2 separate regions of the Mus musculus genome follow, and region 1 is linked to region 2. The links are chromatin contacts, called in public Hi-C maps. All regions are on one chromosome and are shown on one strand. Each heading gives the region's core, a stretch centred on a gene start, on an enhancer-like site or on the middle of the called end of the contact. The rest is flanking DNA. Distances are from core to core; before and after follow the strand shown.

Region 1 (4,090 bases), core at 1,254-3,753, 400 kb after region 2:
CAGCACCCATGCTAGGCAGCACACAATCACCTGTAACTCCACGGCTTCTGATTCCCTCTTCTGGCCTCAGGACGCTTGTGCTCAGACGTACATACCCACATACAGAAATTCACATAAATAAAACAATTAAATAATATATTTTTAAAAACCATAAATGTATGCTTGGAATATAAAAGTCACATCTGTTTGCAAAATAGTACAAGAGCACATATTTTTTTAAAGTTCTTTTATATTTCTTAACAAGCACTAGTATAATCCAAACTGTGCACACCCTTCCAGAACTTTCCGCAGTACAGCCATATAAATACAACACACTTGCATATAGAAATGTTTGGGGTTTTACTTCAAATGAAAAAGCTATTTTCTTCTTAGTTTTGCTCATGTTACAACCTCATTTATTCCCCCTTTAAAAGGGTGAAACTGACATGTACCTAAAATAAAATAATATAATATAAAATAAAGGCTTGATACTTGCTACAGTCACAGAGGCAGGGAAGGGTGAAGGTTGAAATGAGACAAATTGTTTTAAGATGCTGAACTTAAAATAAATCTGGCCTACTTTATTGACATTACAGTGACTATCAATGGCCTGGTATAGTAAGAACTCCTTTGGGTTTGAGACTAAAACCGGCGGCCTCACTTTATCCTCTACGCGTGAGATCACTGAAGAACTGTAACTTACGCGACATGCTCAGCTGTCCTTGCGACTGGGCCTTGTTCACGTGAGACCTGTTCTCCTTCCTGGTGGGCCTCCTCCTCTGGGCTTTGTCAGCTGTGTCATCTCTTTGCTCTGTTCTTCTGGTCGGGAGATGGGGTTTGACGACTAGCATTCCGTCATGTCCGTGTTATACTGGGTCCATTGATTGAGAGTGTCTGTAAGCGTGTCACTTCGTGGTTGGTGACAGTCAGAGTCAGTGATTAGAAGACAGGACTGTAAGATAATCACCTGCGTTGGGCTGTACACCAGGATTCTGACATGACGTTATGAGTCTAGTAGATGGAAGGAACCTGGCACTCTAAGTCCTGTAGAGGAGAATATTGTGGTACCTCTCTTTCTTTCATTTGCTCCTGTAGAGACTGGGATGGGACTAGCATCAGGCTGGTTGTGGGAACTAAGGGGCTAAGATGCTGCTTTGCAGAGGCACATGGAGTGTAGTTCCACATGTGTGCCATAGCAGAGGTGCTTGAGTCCTGAGCACAAAGGAGTAAGAACCCATTCAGCTTTGGGGAGGAGTCCGAAGCTATTCCAACTGCTTTCCCTTAATACTAGGACGGTAGCCCAGGAAGGAGTGTGTTGCTCTAAAAAAAAAACTTCTAGTGTTGATCTGGGTGTCAATCTAAGAACAGATCTGCTGGGTTCACTTTTGCAGGCTCTGTAGTGGATCTGCCCAAGGTTGCCATAGTGATGGTTAAGCCTTGTTGGTCATTCTGGAACTGTGACCCTGGACAGAGAGAGCAGAGGATGACTGTCATTTCTGGGAAGCAGCTGCAAAAATATCGTGATCTCTGGGCTGCAATCCATTATGGTTGTGGGGTGGGGTCGGGCTGGACCAGGGGCCACTGTAGCATCTCAACTATGCTCCAGAAGGTTGTCTAGAGACAGAGCTCTGTGTGCAGATGGACCAGGCTAATCTATCAGGCTGGGTTAAACTACCACACTCAAAGTCCTCACAAGGCCCTGGAAGAGGAAAAGACCTGGCCAGCTACAAAGCCAAACTCATCCCCGGGGCTGGACTACGAATGTCTGTGGAAGACTCTGGCCTCCAGTTAAAGACAAGGCAAATACTCGGAAGAGAGATGACTACACTTGAATTCTAGCCTTGACACTTTCCAGAAGTGTGACTCTGGTTACGTGCTGCCTATAGGTAACACCTTCCGGACTTTACATGAATCCACATTCACATGTGTACATACCAACACAGAAGCCCATATACACATAGTTAAAATAATAAACTAAACTAAAAAAAAAGAGATGGGCTTCATTGTAAGGTAGGGCTCTGTGTGTGTGTGTGTGTTGTGTGTATGTGTGTGTGTATGGATCAGTGCAAATTCTTTTTTTAAAAAGCTTTATTTTTATGTTGTGTGTATGGTTATTCAGCCTGCACGTGTTCCTGTATATCACATTTGTGCAGTACCTAAGGAAGCCAGGAAAGGGAATTAGATCACCTAGGACTGGAATTAAAGGTGGTTGTGAGCTACCTTGTGGATACTGGGAATAGAGCCTGGGTTTTCTAGAAGAGCAGTCAGTGCTCTTACCTGCTAAGCTACCTCTCCAGCCCCAATGTACTAGCATCCAGCTACCCCACTGTTTTTTCCTGTACTGTGTCTACCTCTTTCTGGTCCCTTCTTCCGAGTTACCTATCATACTATCTCCCATTACCCTCTCTTCCCTTTCTTCCCCTCCATAGTCTCCTTTCTACTTTTCTGTCTCTCTCACACACACATACACCTAGATTACTGTGAAAGAGAGCTTGTTTCTCAAGGTCTGATGATGGACTATCAGTCGGTCAGCTTTCAAGGTGGCTATGCAAATATAGACCCTGGACTTCATACACTTTGCCCTTTCGATTCTGGCTTCTGAGTTTATATTTGAGATTCCTATAATCCTCAAGCTGTAAAGGTGGAAAACCCTTACTCTTCTTAGCCTTGTGTTCTTAGATGCACGTCACGAGAAACACCATTTTCTAATTGCCCTGTAACTCTCAGCGAGAATTTGATGACTTACTGTTACAGGGGTGACTATAGGTAGTGAGACCCATCCCCCCCCCTGTTCCATACCCCCCAAGTCAAGCCCAGCATGCAGCAGGAGCTCAAAAATGGGGAGCCATGAAAATTTTATATCCATTTTATCACAGCTATATTTAAATTTATTCTCAGAGCCAGCACTTGATAACTGGGTTCACTGACAGCCAGGGACTTCAAAGCCAACTTTGGTTTTGTGTTTTTTTACCTTGCCAGTCTTCAAGTCATTGTTGTATTTTATTTTAAAATGTTCTCATTCTTTCTTGTGCCAGCTGAGCTCATAGAAAACAAGGAGCTGGGGTTTGACCCCTTACTTGGGCTGCAGGTACGCAAGGTGGTGTCTATGGTAGCAGAAGGCCAGGAGTGCTTTGAGGGTTTCAGCTTTCCCTAGTCAGTTCTTTGTGCTCGTGGCTCTTAAAGAGTTTGGAGTCTCTTTCTGCCCAGGAGAGCAGACACCAGGGAGAACTATGAAAGCCTCACACTCCAGCTTTTGTCCTTAACACTAGGATTAAACAAAAGCCAACCATCAAGGGGAACAAAATTATGTCTGGTGTGTTTTCTCTGGCTGTCTTTGGGGGCCATTTTCTTATCTGCTGCAGAATTCGGGAAAGCCCTGGGGAGAGGGGGCAGGAAAGCCCTTGGGTGTGTGTAAGGCTATGAATGGTGGCGCTTGGGCTCACCCTTTCTCATGGAAACAAGACGGTTGTGTGGCCAGGTTTGCCTTTTCTGCAATATGGACGTGCTACCAAATCAGCACACCAGCTTACGGTTTCGCTGAACGCTGTCCTTGCTTTGGGGAGCAGGAAGAATGAGAAGGAGGAAAGGAAACTGAGTCGGATGAGAAGACAAAATGCGAATTTGGTTTAGTCTGTGTTGGGGTGTGAGATGAGTGCCTGTTGTGCGTGTGATCTGCAGGTCATCAGTCCAGTGCTTCTCCTGCCCCTGTTTGTCAGGCAGAGAGCATCCCATGTACATGAGTTCTATTTCATTTTAAGCTTCATTAGCAGGGGAATACACTTAGGCATCTGGGTGCTCTCTTAGTCAGGGTTACCGCAGTTTGATCTGCAAGGCTAGGTTCATTCCATTTTAATATTCTTTAAAAACATTTTTTTCCTCCTAACTTGTGTATTTGACAGTATTCATCTACATTTAAAGATAAATTTATTTTGGAGTAAATGAAATGAACTCCTCTGTGGACATGGAAGGCCTGTCTTCACGTTGCAAGAGGGGAGAGGGGCAACTGAGCTGTGAACCTCTAGTCCAGCCACAGCTGGTACTTGGTGATGGGCATCTCATGAAGGCACTTGAGCCCTTCTCTGCAGAAGACAGACTCTCTAGGGCTGAAACC
Region 2 (3,722 bases), core at 1,207-3,706:
AGTTATTGAAGTCCCTCATATACAAGGTGTGAGAAGATTTCCTAGCCTCCTTCATTAACAGACCCCAGAGATGAGGAGACCAAGAGTTGTTTTTTTTTTTTTTAATTTTTGTGGCTGGAGTATCTTCTATAAGTCTCTTCCTGCTTTCACATTTTTTGTGTATTGGAAGGCTCCTAGGTCAATGTCAGGGTGCTCTGAGGTTGTTCTAATGGATAGAGACTAGAGAGAGGATCCATAGAGCCTCTGACCTCCCTTTGGAGTGGGGAGAGCACTGAGGTCACTACTTATGAGCATAGTCTTATGTTTGGTCCTACATGTTGATGGCAACTTTACTCTTCCTCATAATTGGGACCCCATTACTTGGCCAGTCATCTATGCAGTCAGAAGGACAGTTACTGCTACTGTGCTCATAAAGGTAGAAGTAAGGACAGTGAGAAGTCACACACCTGGGGCATCAGGTTATTGCTCTTTCCTAAGCTTGGAAAGGACCTGTGTCTGATCCAAGACCTTTTAACGTCCTGGCACTGAGTTCAGGGATGGAAACCAATTAGTTGCCACAACTGCTCACCTGCCTTCAGTCTATGGGTGCTTCTTGTTAGCAAGATCAACAAGATGAGATGCCCACTGTGCCTGTTTTTAGGAAGTTGACAGTCCCTGGGACTTGCTACCCAGAGGAGTCACCAGTGGGGTAAGCACAGCACAAGCAGGTGCTATGAAGCTTATACCACAAGGACTACACTTTTCTCTCAGCTTTCATGAGGTTTACACATTTGCTGGAAAAGCGTCGGCTGGAATAAAGATCCATGGGAGAAATGGGAAGAGGTGAGGCAGGAAGGGGAGGCAGCAGCTGATTCCTGTGGGCCTGGCAGACCATTGACAGATACTGGGATTTCTTAAAGGGTCACTCAAAACCATCAAAGGGATTTGTGTCTGCTGGACTGGGGAGTGTCCACTGCAGAGACAGAAAGACAGGAGGAGAGTAGTGACCTGGCTATCAGCAGGAGCAATAGGCAATGAGCTGAGTGTGAATCCCAGGAATAGATGCTTTGAAGACATGATGGATGATGACCCTTGATCAGCAAGGAGAGAAGAAGTGTCCCCACACTGGGGTCCACACACAGTAGAAGTTCAGAAAGTATTCATGTGCCTAAGGCTGCAGATACATGAGTAAGGAAGCTGTGTCCTGATGGTTTGGGGTCATTGGCCCTAGGTGACACTGTGCTGGTATTTGAGTACCCCACCCCCTTCCTCATGGCCTTGTCTGTAAGCTGCCCTGCCTCCTCTGCAGTACTTGCCAATTTTGTTGACATACCACGTTTGGCAACCATTTGCAACTTGATTATTATCTTTGGAAGCCAGGCATCACAGGTGAGCCTCATCGAAAGCTCTCTGCAGAGAACCGCCGTGTACAATTAGTAAGTGGAGAAATGTGTCAGATACAGAGGAGTCTCCAATCTGGCTCTCCCTGGAGTGTGTGCAGGGCTTGTTTTCCTGTTGGAGGCACACGTCAGGACCACTGAGAAAGGAGGTCAGCCCAGCAATTGCTTGCTCTACCCTCTGCACTCTGGTTGGCAGAAGGAAGAGGCCACAGCAGGTGAAACTCCAGGCCCTTCTGCTCCATACAACAGGAAAGGGAAAGAATCAAACAGAAAATGCTGGAAAAACAGGGTGTAATTCCTTTAGAATGCAGGGATTCAGAGTCTGAACATTCATCAACTAGCTCTTAGCAATACTTTATGTTTATGCCTGTGCATATATGTGTGTATGTTGGTTTGTGTTCGTGTGGGTGTACATATGTATATGGGGTGTCATTTCTCAGGAGCCATCCACCTTGATTAGTTCTTGAAACAGGGTCTCCAGTTGGCCCAGAGCCCACTGAGTAGGCTAGTCTGGCTGGCCTTGGAGTCAAGTGATCTGTTTGTACCTCCCCAGCACTGGGATGGCAAGGACCCCAGAATGCCTCAGTTTTAAACATGGCTTCTGGGAATTGCAGTCTTCAAGCTTATACGGCAAACACTTACTGAGCTACCTCTCTAACTCCTCTTAGTGATATTTTGTGCCAAACGTAGCCATAGATAATATGGAACATGAGCTAAGGCTGTCTAGTAACTGAAAATATACAGTGATGTATAATAGTGATGCTTGCATTGGTTGCAATTTTCTTGAGAGCAGGGATTGATTCTGGCTCATTTCCGTGCTCTCCCAAGTTTGTACATGACTGCAGAGAAGGAACTCAATAAGTGCTTGCTAAACAGATGGATAGATCAATGGCTCATGAGTCTGATTTATAGGTGCGGGGAATCCCAAATAGTAAAACATGTCTGTAAAGTGCATTTGCCAGAGTCAGGCTGGTGACCTCAATTCATCCTGAGACTCCAGCCTCCAACAGTGGAGTCTTCACAACAATCCTGCCTCATTTTGTATTTGAGTTACTGGGTGATCTTGGCTCAGTTGCCTCTCGGACCACATTGGGCAAGATTTTCCATTTGTTGACAAGCTTGGTTTTGAAACTGATCACTCCAGTGCATTTCAAATGGAAAGGGCACCAGAGTTTGTGTATTCTAATAACTTCTGCCCAGAAATGAGTGACTTCTTCAGCCTGGAGGGTCAGCTAGGTGAGCAAGGCTCTGGGGAAGGAGTTGGCCGAGGGAGAGAAAGTCTGGGGACAAGAATAGACTCTAAGGCACAACAGAATGGCTGAAAAGTGTTTTTTAAAGCGTCTTGCTGGTGGGGGATGGGCATGTTTGTTTCTTTGGATAGCTTATCCGTGTCTGAAATTCTCTCTGTAGCCGGTGGTGGCCTCAAACTTGTAACACTCCTGCCTTGGGATCCTGAGTGCTGGGATTATGTTATCACACTTGAAGTGGCTGGGATACTTTCCCAATCTTTCCACTCATTTGTTCTGTAGACATTCATGGCCTGTGCTGAACACAGCAGGGTCCAGGGAATACAGAGACGGAGGAAACACAGCCTTACTCCGAGGAATTTGCCACCCAGAATATTATTGGGTAAGAGACTTGAGAATGTTCTGCGTTGTAAGGGGAAATGAATTGAGCTGCTACATTTTTGGACTGGAACTTTTTGCCTTTGACTTTGAGTTTTGACTTTGTTTTAAGTGGCAAGAACAGGAATTGGGTGTCTGGTCTGTACCAGGCTGTCTTGGTTAGCTCTTAGACTCATCTGTGGAAGTCAGGTCTTAGGAGAGGAGCTCAAAGATGGAGTGTTGCTGGCAACATCTGCTTAGCTCCAGACTTTATCTTCCTGTTGTCTCCAGTATGGGAGCAGACAGTTAGGAGTAAGCTGAGCCTGCCTAGCCAGGCTCTGCACACCCTCCACCCCCGAGTCATCCATGAGTCTGCAGAGACAGGTGGGGCCAGAGACAATGTTTGACTTCCTTCTTGCCTATGATGGACCATTTGTGGTCTACAAATAGCTGGGTGTTTCTCTAGAGTCTGAGGCTTGAGCTGACAGTGACTGGATAGTACCATTCTAATTGTGACCTGGTACACCCTCCCCCAAAGATGCCATATTGATAAGGGGCTTCTAAAGCCATGGAAAGTCCATTCTTTTGGGGGGTATGGCCTGAAAAGGAGTCACATCCCACAATGTAATAGACTAATGTTCGTAGGATCTCAGCTATTCATTCTGAGATGCTTTGGTGGCAAATTAGACATGCAGAATCTTGGGCTCTGATCTTATTCAATTTTTAATTAATTTTCATG

The links. Hi-C and Micro-C count contacts between places; a contact is called where the count stands out from the background.
Region 1: a Hi-C map of liver shows a contact between it and region 2, with 4 times the contacts expected there. The contact joins two enhancer-like sites.

Annotation. Positions count from the first base shown.
Region 1 is chr7:49,421,623-49,425,712 of GRCm38.p6, forward strand. All of the region lies in intron 6 of Nav2 (neuron navigator 2), which reads left to right. Among named protein-coding and RNA genes, the nearest start is that of Gm51447, 15 kb to the right of the region's middle. Within about 2 kb of position 2,504, at least 10 of the 459 cell types and tissues checked have an H3K27ac peak or open chromatin away from gene starts, as enhancers often do. A contact at or near this core is called in liver, where this site is marked.
Region 2 is chr7:49,023,730-49,027,451 of GRCm38.p6, forward strand. It overlaps a transcript of Nav2 not described here. Among named protein-coding and RNA genes, the nearest start is that of Gm32849, 16 kb to the right of the region's middle. Within about 2 kb of position 2,457, at least 6 of the 459 cell types and tissues checked have an H3K27ac peak or open chromatin away from gene starts, as enhancers often do. A contact at or near this core is called in liver, where this site is marked.